2 separate regions of the Mus musculus genome follow, and region 2 is linked to region 1. A link is a contact called in public promoter capture Hi-C data. All regions are on one chromosome and are shown on one strand. Each heading gives the region's core, a stretch centred on a gene start, on an enhancer-like site or on the middle of the called end of the contact. The rest is flanking DNA. Distances are from core to core; before and after follow the strand shown.

The links. Promoter capture Hi-C pulls out the DNA fragments that hold promoters and counts their contacts.
Region 2: a contact with region 1 is called in a promoter capture Hi-C map of hippocampal neurons, with 4 times the contacts expected there. The contact joins the enhancer-like site here to the promoter of Ip6k3 in region 1. A contact is called at or near these places in 9 of 39 promoter capture datasets (the C10 cell line, cranial neural crest, embryonic stem cells and 5 more), 1 of 15 datasets of contacts at CTCF or cohesin (large pre-B cells) and 1 of 115 datasets of contacts at active chromatin or transcription factors (embryonic stem cells).

Annotation. Positions count from the first base shown.
Region 1 is chr17:27,165,220-27,170,699 of GRCm38.p6, forward strand. It overlaps Ip6k3 (inositol hexaphosphate kinase 3), which reads right to left and starts at 2,545. Exons shown (of 6, transcript NM_173027.2): 1 at 2,421-2,545.
Region 2 is chr17:27,420,919-27,426,815 of GRCm38.p6, forward strand. It overlaps Grm4 (glutamate receptor, metabotropic 4), which reads right to left. Exons shown (of 11, transcript NM_001291045.2): 11 at 4,986-5,897. The coding sequence ends at 5,866. Among named protein-coding and RNA genes, the nearest start is that of Gm35007, 24 kb to the left of the region's middle. Within about 2 kb of position 2,308, at least 83 of the 459 cell types and tissues checked have an H3K27ac peak or open chromatin away from gene starts, as enhancers often do. A contact at or near this core is called in hippocampal neurons, where this site is marked.

The DNA of each region.
Region 1 (5,480 bases), core at 1,295-3,794:
CCCGGCAGAGGGCAGCAGTACACGTGTGGATGCCAGGAATATCCAGGAGGGATTAACACTGTCTGAAGACTAAAGCCAGTAGCCCCTCCACAGCTAACAGTCAGTGGGCATATTCTTGGGACACCCTGAGTTTGTCCAGACCTGTCCCAGAGTGCAGAGCCCACAGCTGAAGTTCTCCTGCCCCATCAGGAATGTCTTTAAAAAGCTCTGAAGTCATCAAGACTGGGTCTGTCTCCTCTTATGGCTGCCTCAGTAGAGACAGGGACCGACAGGGGCTGAGAAATGGCTCTGCACACAGGCAGGTGCCCTGGATTGCACAGGAGCAGAATGCCACAGGGCAACGCAGGCCAACACAACACTGTTGCAGACGTATGCCTCACACTCTCACTTCCCCCAGCAGCCTGCAGGTTTCCTTCCGTAACAACCAATGTTCATAAAGTTTATTGCTGTTCCCCGCGGCTGATAGTGAACAAGACAGCAACCATAAGGATTTCTGCCTGGTGAGGATTTATTCAAGTGCCTGTGCAGAGGGGAGGGGCTGCTGCTGGCCCCAGAATGCAGCCAAGAGGAGGCAGAATGCATAGGGGCAGAGGAGGGCTTCTTAGGTTCCTGAGAGAGCATGGTGGGCCTAGATTCAGGGAACCCCCACAGGAGGGACTCCAGCCTCAGACTCCCCATCTGTAAGTACCTTCAATTCAACGGGCATGTGGCAGAGAACCAGAGGATGGAGGCAGGGCCTCTGGAGAGAGAATCAGAGGGTGGAGGCAGGGCCTCTGGAGAGAGAACCAGAGGGTGGAGGCAGGGCCTCTGGAGAGAGAACCAGAGGGTGGAGGCAGGGCCTCTGGAGAGAGAACCAGAGGGTGGAGGCAGGGCCTCTGGAGAGAGAACCAGAGGGTGGAGGCAGGGCCTCTGGAGAGAGAACCAGAGGGTGGAGGCAGGGCCTCTGGAGAGAGAACCAGAGGGTGGAGGCAGGGCCTCTGGAGAGAGAACCAGAGGGTGGAGGCAGGACCTCTGGAGAGAGAACCAGAGGGTAGAGGCAGGGCCTCTGGAGAGAGAATCAGAGGGTGGAGGTAGGGCCTCTGGAGAGAGAACCAGAGGGTGGAGGCAGGGTCTCTGGAAACTGAGAGGAATCTTAAAAGTAGGACTGGCTCTTGGTCTAACACAGCTTTAATCAGATGAATCCCTCCTGATCCAGGGGCAGATGTGGCCCATGTCAGAAGGATCATGACCCTGGGGTTCTGTCAGGACTGAGTGAGGTGTGCTGTGAGACCTGAGCCTCTCATAAATGACTTCGGATTCCTGATGTCTCATGGGTAGTTTCTGAAGGAAGTGTGGCAAGACACAGAAAGAATGCATGGAGTCCGGTATGGGCTACACGAGCATGCCTGGCAGCATCCTCTCCATTTTCCCATAAGGTCTTTCAAGAGGAAAAATTAAACCGCAGAGCTAAGCTAGGCATGGCGGTGCACACACATAGCCCTGGAGCTTGGAAGCAGAGGCGCGAACATGTAGGATTCAAGGCTAGACTTGGCTATAATGGCAAATTCAAGGCCAGCCTGGATTACATGAGACCTTATTTCAAAGGAGTGGGGCTGCGTCCCCCTCCCATACCTCCATGTATAATCCTGAGATCATAGAAATGGCTCAGATTCAGGTCTCGGGGGCCACTGAAGACCCTGCAGGCGTGGGGTCTCCAAGATTCTGCCTCTGTCTAGGGCAGCAGAGGTCATTAGCCTTGGTTCATGTCTCCTATGAATGTCTCTCAGTGACTTCCCTCGGCCACCTAACCTTCTCCAGGGTGTCCCTGCACCCAGGCCCTAAGATACCACCCACAGGTACTGATGTCACCCGACCCCGTGGTCTCATCAGGAGGAAGGGTGGGGCTGATGGGACAGGACATGCTGATCCCTGGCTCCAAAGTGTGGAGGGAGGACTCTCCTCGGATGCCTGCCTCTGGGAAGGTTTAACCCAGTCTGAAGGAACGTGGCTGCCTCCAGCCCTTCACCCATAATCCATAGCCACTGCTGTAGACCTGGCTTGCCCACTTGTGGGTCAGGGGGAGCACATTAGTGCAGGCTGAAAGAGGGAGAGGGGGTCATGCTAAGGGGACAGGAAGAAATGGGACATGGACATATGCCCATATCTCTAAATTGCTGCCTGTCCCAGCCCCTGCACACCCCAGCCTGCACAAGCATGCACACACACACACACACACACACACACACGCACGCACAGGTAAATTCCAAGTCACAGGCACCTCCAACAGGCCTATATCCCCTATGACTCCCAACCAGTCTGTAGGGAAGCTACCCCACCATGGGAGCTGGCCTATGGCCTTGACACCCTCTGTCCCTCACCCTGGAACCATCCAGGGCTCAGTAAGATGGTTCTTCCCCATCCTACATCAAGGTTGCACTCACCAGAGCCTCTTTCTGGGGGGTATCAGGGAGTGTGCAGTAGGGGCTCTTGTCTCTCAGTGCCCTCCTCTGTCTGCAAGCACAGGAAAAGGTCTGGCCCAGCTCAGTTCTCCCGCTGGGGCCCGGGTGGAGTTTCCCGTCCAGATCTAGGCTGTCAGTGGCCTGGGTAAGGGAAACCACCTGACCCTCTAGGCCTGAATGCCCAGCTGTCAGCTGGTATCCACAGCTCTGGAGTGGGGCCAGGGGTCTGGGAGGGAGGGGAAAGAGGAGAGAGGAAAGACGAGGAAGGTGGGCAGGGACTAGGAAGAAGGGGAAAATTTGGGGGAGTAGGAGAAGGTAGGAAAGAGAATTCAGCTCAGCTATCTTGAAGTGTGACTGGTTCTGAAGTCTAGGTACTAATTGCTACAGAGTCCCCAATTATTTATTTAAAAAATCATTTTATATGTGTGTGTGTGTGTATAGATACACACATATAGATAGATAGATAGATAAATACATACATACATACATACATACATATCTGTGTGCATGCATGTGTAAGGGCACACACATGCCATGCCATTCCTGTGGAGGTTAGAGTATAACTTGTAGGCATGGGTTCTCTTCCCCATGTGGGTTTCAGGAATTGAAGTCCAGGGTCAGGCCTGACGACGTGTGCCCTTACCTGATGAAATCCTCTCATCACTTGTCCTTTATGTAATGCTAGGGTAGGACCCAAGGTCTCACACAGAGAGAGTCTGCAGTCTGTAGTGGCTATTCCTGGTCGTCAACTTGACCATATCTAGAATGAACTACAATCCAGAAATGGAGGGCTCACCTATGATCCAGATCTTGAAGCTGGAAGACACAGGCTTCTGACCTGGATCTTAGCATGGAGATCGTGAGGCATAGTGGCTATGAAAAGTTTAGGCCTAGGCAAGGTAATACATTCCTTTAATCCCAGGAGATTAAGGCAAAGAGTTCTCTGAGTTCAAGGTCAGCCTGGGACAAATCAAATCCCAGATCTGGGCCACGCCTTCTGCGGGAAGTCTAATAAGGACATGGGAAGAAGGAAGACTCTCTTTTTCACCTGCACTTACTTGCCAGCACATCTGTCGGAACCTACATCTACAGAAGACCATCGGAAACAACTAGCCTCATGGGACTGAGCAACCACTAGATTCTTGGACTTCCCACCCACAGCTGCCCATTGTTGGGGAGTTAGACTACAGACTGTAGGTCATCATAACAAATTCCCTCAATATAGAAGTCATTCCATAAGTTCTGGGACTCTAGAGAATCCTGGCTAATACACAGCCCTACTAAGCACTTGCAGACCTACTGATCCCACCTCAACCTTCTCTGTTTTCTTTTCTATCCCTGCTCAGAAGGAAGGACAAGGCTGGGCTAGGCCATGTCCTCTCTTTCACCTGGCACCCCCACCCACTCCCAGCTACCTCAGGTGGCTCGCCACGAGTTGTGGATGCTCAGAAGATCTCAGGTCCAGAGTAAGGCCATCCATCCCTCTGTCAATCCAAAAGTGCTTCCCGGTAAGCACTGTTGGAGGCCCGGGGGTACCAGACTCTCCCAACAGAGGACCCTGTCAGAACAGAGAGAGGCTCAGTCAAATGGAGGGAGCTCAGATTGGACCTGGGAAGTGATCTCCTGACACCAGAAGGAGGAAAGAAACAGTGGGAAGATGGCGGCGGCAGCCGAGGGGAGGAAGACTGAAGGTCCAGCTAGGGCACGGGGAAGCCAAGAGGATCAGAAGTGATGGGAACTGGGCAGGAGCCCAAGCCTGGAGCTTCTCAGAGGAACCAAGGGACTAGAACACAGTACACTGGAAGTCAGCCTTGGGTTTGCAGTTACAGGCAGGCTGTGCCCCAAAGGGAGCACACAGGGGAAGGCGGATCAAAGACAGAGGCCACCGGTGTCACCCTCCCAGGGGGCCTTCGGATGCTGGTGGGAGGGAAGATGAGCTGGGGGGTAGGTATATGAACATCTGGCCAGGGAGAGATGGTGTGGGGTAAAGGGCATACATCAGGTCTAGACTGCCCCGGGTCAGCCTTCCCTTCTATCCTTTAGGTTGACCAAGCTGTGTCCCTCTCAAAGCCTGGCTGGCAAGAGAAACATCTGACTGTGGCCACAAAGGCCTAAGTGTACAGAGGAGCTGGGCCAGCTGAGGGAACCTTCACACTGGGCTCCTTTCCCATCTCTGCCCAGGTCCCCTTCTGTGGCCTTCCCCACACGGGACAGGACAGAGTGGGGCCCCACCACAAACGTTCCCCAGTGCCATCAGTGAACTCTGGTTGAACGTGGGGTGCGGCAAATTACGGGATCATCTGAAACTAAAAGGCTTGCGTGTGGGTCTCGGCCTATCCTTTCTCCTTAGCACTTAAAACTACAAGAACAAAAAAGTACAATCAATTCCATGTGTGCCAGTCTCTCCCCAGCCAGGGGTGACCCCAGTTTCCAGGGAAGTGAGCCGGCTTGAGCTCAGCTCCACCCACGGCACAGCTCTGATTACCGTCCTGGTTTCTTCAGCTTTTCCATCTCCTTCCCCCACCCTCAGCTGCCCTCACATGCCTGATCTGGGAAACTTAGAGCCACAGGGGTTGAGCAATCCCTTGAGGGTCTAAAAGGTGTGATGCTTCCCACCCAAGCCAAGTGCCAGTGAGTGGCTGAGCCTGGACTTGAACCCAGGTCTCGAGGAGGGCCACTGTCTGCTTCCTGCTATTGTTATAAAGAGCCAGGTCACCTGTGCCTTCTTTCTCATCTCATTAAGCTCGTCGGGCCCTACTGTGCATCAGAGAGACACAGCTATTACCAAACACCAGAGAGGCTGTGGGAGCTCTTTCTATTACGTAATCAAGTAGGGCACTTTATTTCTGTCCTTGGCCCTGGCCAGCCTCTCTCTGTGCCATTTTTCCAAAGCTTCTCAGATGCCTTTGTTCAGCCGCTCCCCAGGACCTATGTCCTCCCACAGTCCCCTCCCCCAGCCATCCCCAGGTCTTCTGCTCCAGGACTGATGTCTGCCCTGATGAACATGGCTGTCTCCTGGAACCACTGTGTCTGACCGACACC
Region 2 (5,897 bases), core at 1,058-3,557, 260 kb after region 1:
AAGTGTCTAAGAAACCCAGCACGCACAAACAACATGAAGAATGCTACCCCATGGCATATTACCAAACTGTTCAAAACTAGAGGGGAGCACCACGCTAGAAGGGAGCACCACACTAGAAGAGAGGAGCACCGTACTAGAGAGAAGAACTTCACTAGAGGAGGGGAGCACCACACGAGAGGAGGGGAGCACCACTAGAGGAACACCACCAGTGGTGAGGAACACGGGACAGATGACTCAGAGGAGGGATGAGGGTGGCAGCAGAGGGGGTGCTCCTTGGAAACACTGCCATTCACAACTCAGGAGCTCTGTACAGAGTGAAGTAAAGTACAGGGGCTGCTGAGATGGCTCATCAGGTAAAGGGGCTTGCCACCAAGCTAAAGGACCTAGGTTCGATCCCCAGAACCACATGGTGGAAGGAGCAACTCCCACAAGTTGTCCATAGACCCTCACACATATGGCATGGCACGTGTACAACCACGGTAGATGAATAAATGCAAAAAGAAATGAAAACGTAGAAAACAAAATCTGGGAGTCCCCTTCTCACTCCTGTGTGTGATGGGCAGTGGATGGGCTTGGCGGCCTGGTCCAGCTCAGCCTTCAAGTTCTCTGTCTTCTTCCACCACGACAGGCAAAGCATCACCCTGGGCAGATCTCCTCTGGGCCTTCTTCCACCCCCTTCTGTGACTCCCTCCCTCGCACTAAAAAGGCCTCAGCCAATCCACCAAAGCTGGAGAAGAGAATGGTCTCATTTGTATGTTCGGTCTCTCCCCTGCCCCTTATTAGGGGCACAGTTACCATAGTAACTGCCCCCCCAAACCTCTTCAGTCTATTCCTCCCCTTTCCACAGGGTAGGATCTCTGTTGCTTACTCAGCTTTGAGCTCAGAGCTCACCTCCTCATCTTAAGGGGGAAGAAACTGGACCAGAAAAGGAAGGCAGTTTGTCCAAGGACACCCAGCAGTCCGTAGCAGAGCCTTAGCTGGAATCCCGGACTCCTCATTCCCAGTGCATGCTGGGAAGAAGCTGGGCGGTAGTGCTGCTGGTCCACGCTTTCCCCAGATCCCCCACCCCCACCCCTGAGGAATCCTGAGGAGGGGGGGACATCCCTGGAAAGCCCTTTGAAAACATAAGCTGTTCCCCGCCCCTCGCCATCATGGCTGCCGTCTGCATGCTGGACTCCAGCACAGTTGCCAGATGATCAGATTCGGGTGAATGGGGGGCACCTGAGACTTTGGGGCTGGGGGCTGGGAGCATCTGGTTCCAGGCATTCCCACCAGGAAGGGACATTCACCCCCTCACACACACACACACACACACACACACACACACACACACACACACACATTCACCCCCTCACACACACACACACACACACACACACACACACACACAGAGCACTAATTAATGATGGAGAGACGTTGCTCTGGCAAGCCCAGAAAGCAGCCAGCAGACTCCTTCCTGGGAGCAGAGTTTCATTTAACTTTTTATTATGGAAAATTTCCAACAACTGCAGAAGATGCAGGGGCTCCCTCGTGCCTGCTCCCAACTTAGGAATCATCCCTTCGGACACAGTTTCTGCTCTCCCCTGGGCGGGCCATCAGGCAGGGCTAGAGGGAGTTCCCAGAGATGCTGAGGGGAAGTGGCCCCCAGAAGGCAGGGAGACCCTGGCTAAGGAAGCCTAGCCCGGGTTCCTGCCCCGGCCCCGCCTCTCTTTGTTTTCTTTTCCCCTGCTTTCCCCCCTTCACTTGCAATAAAAACATAATTATGGCTTTGTAAGGGGGAAAAAAGGCAAATTATGGTGACATGCTTTAATTATGTGCCAGCAATGGCGGGCTGAATTCCACGGGCAGGGCCTCAGAGGTTACCTAAAAATAAAGCAAGAAGGCTCATTAGATGCTAATTGCTACCCTTGCCAAATGAAGTGAGATCCTGGCGCGCGTGTGCTGTTCAGCACAGAGAGCTGTCTGGGGAACAGGCCTGGTGATGCTCGGGGCCAGAGCCGAGGCTTGGGGCAGGGCCAGGGTACTATACAGAGAGGCTGACAGAAGCCAGGAAGCCTGAGACTACCCGGGGCGCTCAGTGGACATCTGGGCTCTGAGACCCTCATGAGACTATAAAGGGGTCCAGGTCCTTCAGATTCCTTCCTTGGGGCTCCACAGCTCCTTGGTGGTTCTGAGGGCAGACGTGGTTCAGGGACAGCTGGCACAATGCTAATTGGGGCCCCTTTTGTCCTAGCTCTGGCCCCCCTGGCCTCCTGCCTCCAGGAGAAGTGGCTAGGAGAACAGAGCCAGCCCTGGAGCTGGCAGAACCAGGCCTCAGGCTCTGCATTCCAAAGCTGGCTTCAGCAGGTCCTGAAAGGGATGGGGGGGAGGTGTCACTAGTCTGTCCATGTCACCTGGCAGCTCTTGGCCCTGGCCCAGGCAGGAGCAACTGTCTTGTTTGTGAACCATAGGCAAGCTTGTAGGGGGGCACTGCTGGTTCCCTTTTGCTTTGCCGACCCCAGGGCTGGGTCTGTGACTGGTCCGGAGTGCCTCAGCCATCCCTGGGCTGTTCTGAGAGCCGCTTAGCCTCCCCAGGCTAGTGTAGGTCTGTGGCCTGAGAGTGCCTTAGGCTGTGTCATGTAATCAAGGATAGAGAGGATGCTAGGGTAGATCTACCCATTTAACCTCCTCAAAATTGAGACCCCAGGAGAATAGTCCAGCCCTACGGGGTTTCCATCGTCCTGTCTTACTGAAATATAAAAGCCTGGGTGTCTCCAGCACCTATCTGCGTGGCTCAGTGTCCCTTATGAACTAGGGGTTGGGGTGTAGACTAGACCTGTCCATGTGGCTAGGGGGTGTAGACCTATCCGTGTGGCTAGGGGTTACAGACCTGTCTATATGGCAGAGAGCGGGGAGGGGGGGGAGGGCAGTACAGACCTGTCCCTGTGACTAGGGGGTGTAGATCTGTCCATGTGGTGGGGGTTGGAGGGGTACAGACCTGAACAATGTGGCTGGCGGGGAGAGGGGTACAGACCTGTCTGTATGGCTGGGAGTGCATGCACACCTGTTTTCCAGCTACCCCAGAAGCTGGAGCAGCAGAACCAAAAAGTTCAATGTAGAGAAAGACTGTCTGAGAACAGAAAATAAAAACAAGAGGGAGACTGGAGGTAAGCTCGGTGAGTAGAGGGCACGCCTAGTGTGCAAGCGGCCCAAGATACCAGTCCCCATACAGCAATAGGAAATGATCATAAAATTCAATTTATAACATAGGATGGGAGCTGCCAGCTGGCCCAGGAAGAGCCTCCCTCACCTCCGAGTGGCTCACACCGGCGCTCTAGCTGCTCCGGTCTTCCAGCAGTGCATATGGACCCTTCTCTACTTTCCCATGTTGCAGGCAGTCCTGACTTTCGGGTTAGTCGTACCAGCCTTGGGCCCATGGGCCCCCACTTTTAAGTACCCACATTCTGGTTCAGGGGTTCAGACCCACCCAGCTCAAGGCTTCCTACTTAACAATCTGTGACCATCACCTTCCCACAGGAATCAATGTTTCAGGGTTGGTGTGGCTTCCCGAGGACTCCCTGGCAGCTGGGTTTTCTCAGCTCTCACATAGGGGAAGGAAGGCTGGGGACTGACCTCAGCCCCTCCAGAGTGTGAGACGAACAGAGAGATGATTCCAAACTAGATCATAAATGATGTCACCACGCACAGTGGGAATGGGCTGCCAAGCGTGGCATTATAGCTCTGGGCCAGGCCTTCTCCCTGGGAAGCCTCAAGCCTCAGAGCTGAGGAGGGGCAAGGCTGGGTGCTGCAGGAATCCCCCAGAGGAAAGGCGGGGTGCTGCGGGAATCCCCCTGAGGGTGCCTTTCTCCTCTGAAGTTAATCCTTCACCTCATATACCTATTCACCTGGAAGCTTCCAGAAGTCTGTGATCTGGTACTCTGGCTTTGCCTGAGTGAGCCTACTTGTAGCACAGGGCTGGCCAAAACCTAATCTGAGCGGTTGTGGGACCATCCCACCAGACAGCCAGTCCTCTTCTCCCTTCCTCACACATCCTGGGTACCACTCAGAAACCTGGTGATGTGAGGGGCTGAGCAGAGCTGGCCCCCAGGAGTAAGGGCTGGCTCAGGGGGCTCAGGGGACCTCAACACCTGATACTACCCAGAGATGACATCTGCAACCCTGCCCAGGGCCCCTCTGTCCCTTTGGCTATGATGCCCACAACCCTGTCATTAGCTGTTGGGTGGAAGAATTGGGGGAGGGACAGTGCCAAGAACCAGGGTCAGATCCCATTGCCAGCTCCTGGCAGAGCCCAACCTCTTAGCCATGCCCCCTGCCTACCTTCCAACCTGTCAAGGGAGCCAGCTGCTAGCAACACACACTTGCACGCCTGCCACACACACTTGCCACTGGCTAGGACAGATGCATATGAGGTAGAGAGACACCTGAGCACACAAAAGAGGAGACAGACACACAGACCACAAGGAGTCATACCCCTACAGTGCCATGTGCCGACACATGGGTCCCAGGCACCCTAGCACCTGAAGATAGGAAATCAGGACTGGACTGGGGACCCTGGTATCCTGAGCCAAATTCTGCAAGAGACGTCCTTGCCTGGAGAGGTGCAGGTTTTCTTTAAAGATTTATTTTTTGATTGTGTGTGTGTGTGTGTGTGTGTGTGTGTGTGTGTGTGTGTAGGTGTGTACCCAGGTTAGCCCAGAGAGAGCAGGTGATCCCCTGGATCTATGCTATGTGGATGCTGGGACCCAAACTTGGGTCTTCTGTAAGACATATTTAACCACCACGCCATCTCTCCAACCCCCTTAGGCACTGCAGCACTCTGCAGTGTCCTGCTCACTTTGTTTGAGATGCCAGCAGTCCAAGTCTAAAGCCCTCACAGGGCCCTGCTCCCAGCAGCCTTCTGGAGTTCACAGTCCTTCTGCCCCTGCTGGCCTCTGGCCACCAGCGGTGGCTGAGCACGGGGGCCCGCAGTGGACACGCAGGCCGGGTGCAAAACCATGTGTTTCTCTTTATTAGAAATGTTCTCGGTATAAAAACAGTCATGCTACACATCAGAGACCATCACCAAACACTCAGGCACTGAACTCCGTGTCGTTGGCAGGAAGGGCAAGGCGGACAGGCGGGCAGGACACATGGCAGACGGGTAGGGTGGGCGAGCAGGCTGCAGGCCACAGGGACACACAGGCCACCAGGAGGACGCAGCACTTCGAGCACTTCGAAACACACTCAAGATTAGTTTTTGTTTGGGCTTTTTTGGGGGGTTGATTCCCCCCTTTTTTTCTCTTTTGTGATGTGAAAGAGTTGGTAGATGAAGCAAAGAGGGGGAGAGGCTGGAAGGAAATGAGGTCCAGTGGTGCAGAAGAGAAAATGACAGTGGTAGGGTTGGGGCAACTCAGGGAGCAGGGCAGATGGCGGGGAAAGGGCGGGAGCAGAAAGAAAAATACAGGAGTAGAGAGCCCAAACAGACAACACATGCAGAGCAGAGACAGAAGAGAAACGCAAAGACAGGGTGGGGACCAACTGGGTCACCAACAAGACAGACGGAGGCAGAAGGAGGGAGAAAAAGCCAGGACTGGGCTCTCGAGACCGAGCCCCTGTGCTTTGGAGTAGGACACAACATCCGTCTGGAAGGAAGGCCTGTGTGGCACAACCTGGAGCTGCCCCAGCCACTTAGCCTCCTCCAGTTGCCCACCATGGCTCGCCCAGCAGTGATGGCTGGGGATTCTACTGTCCTCAGCACCAAGCCACATTCGTGGATGCCCACGAGGCAGGCAGACATCAGCAGGGCCCTCGGGAATGGCCCTGGCCGGATGCACCATCCTCAGAGGTTGTGGCTCTTCAGCCTGCTTGGCTCTGTCCGCAGCCCGGCTAGATTGCATGGTTGGTGTAAGTGACGTAGG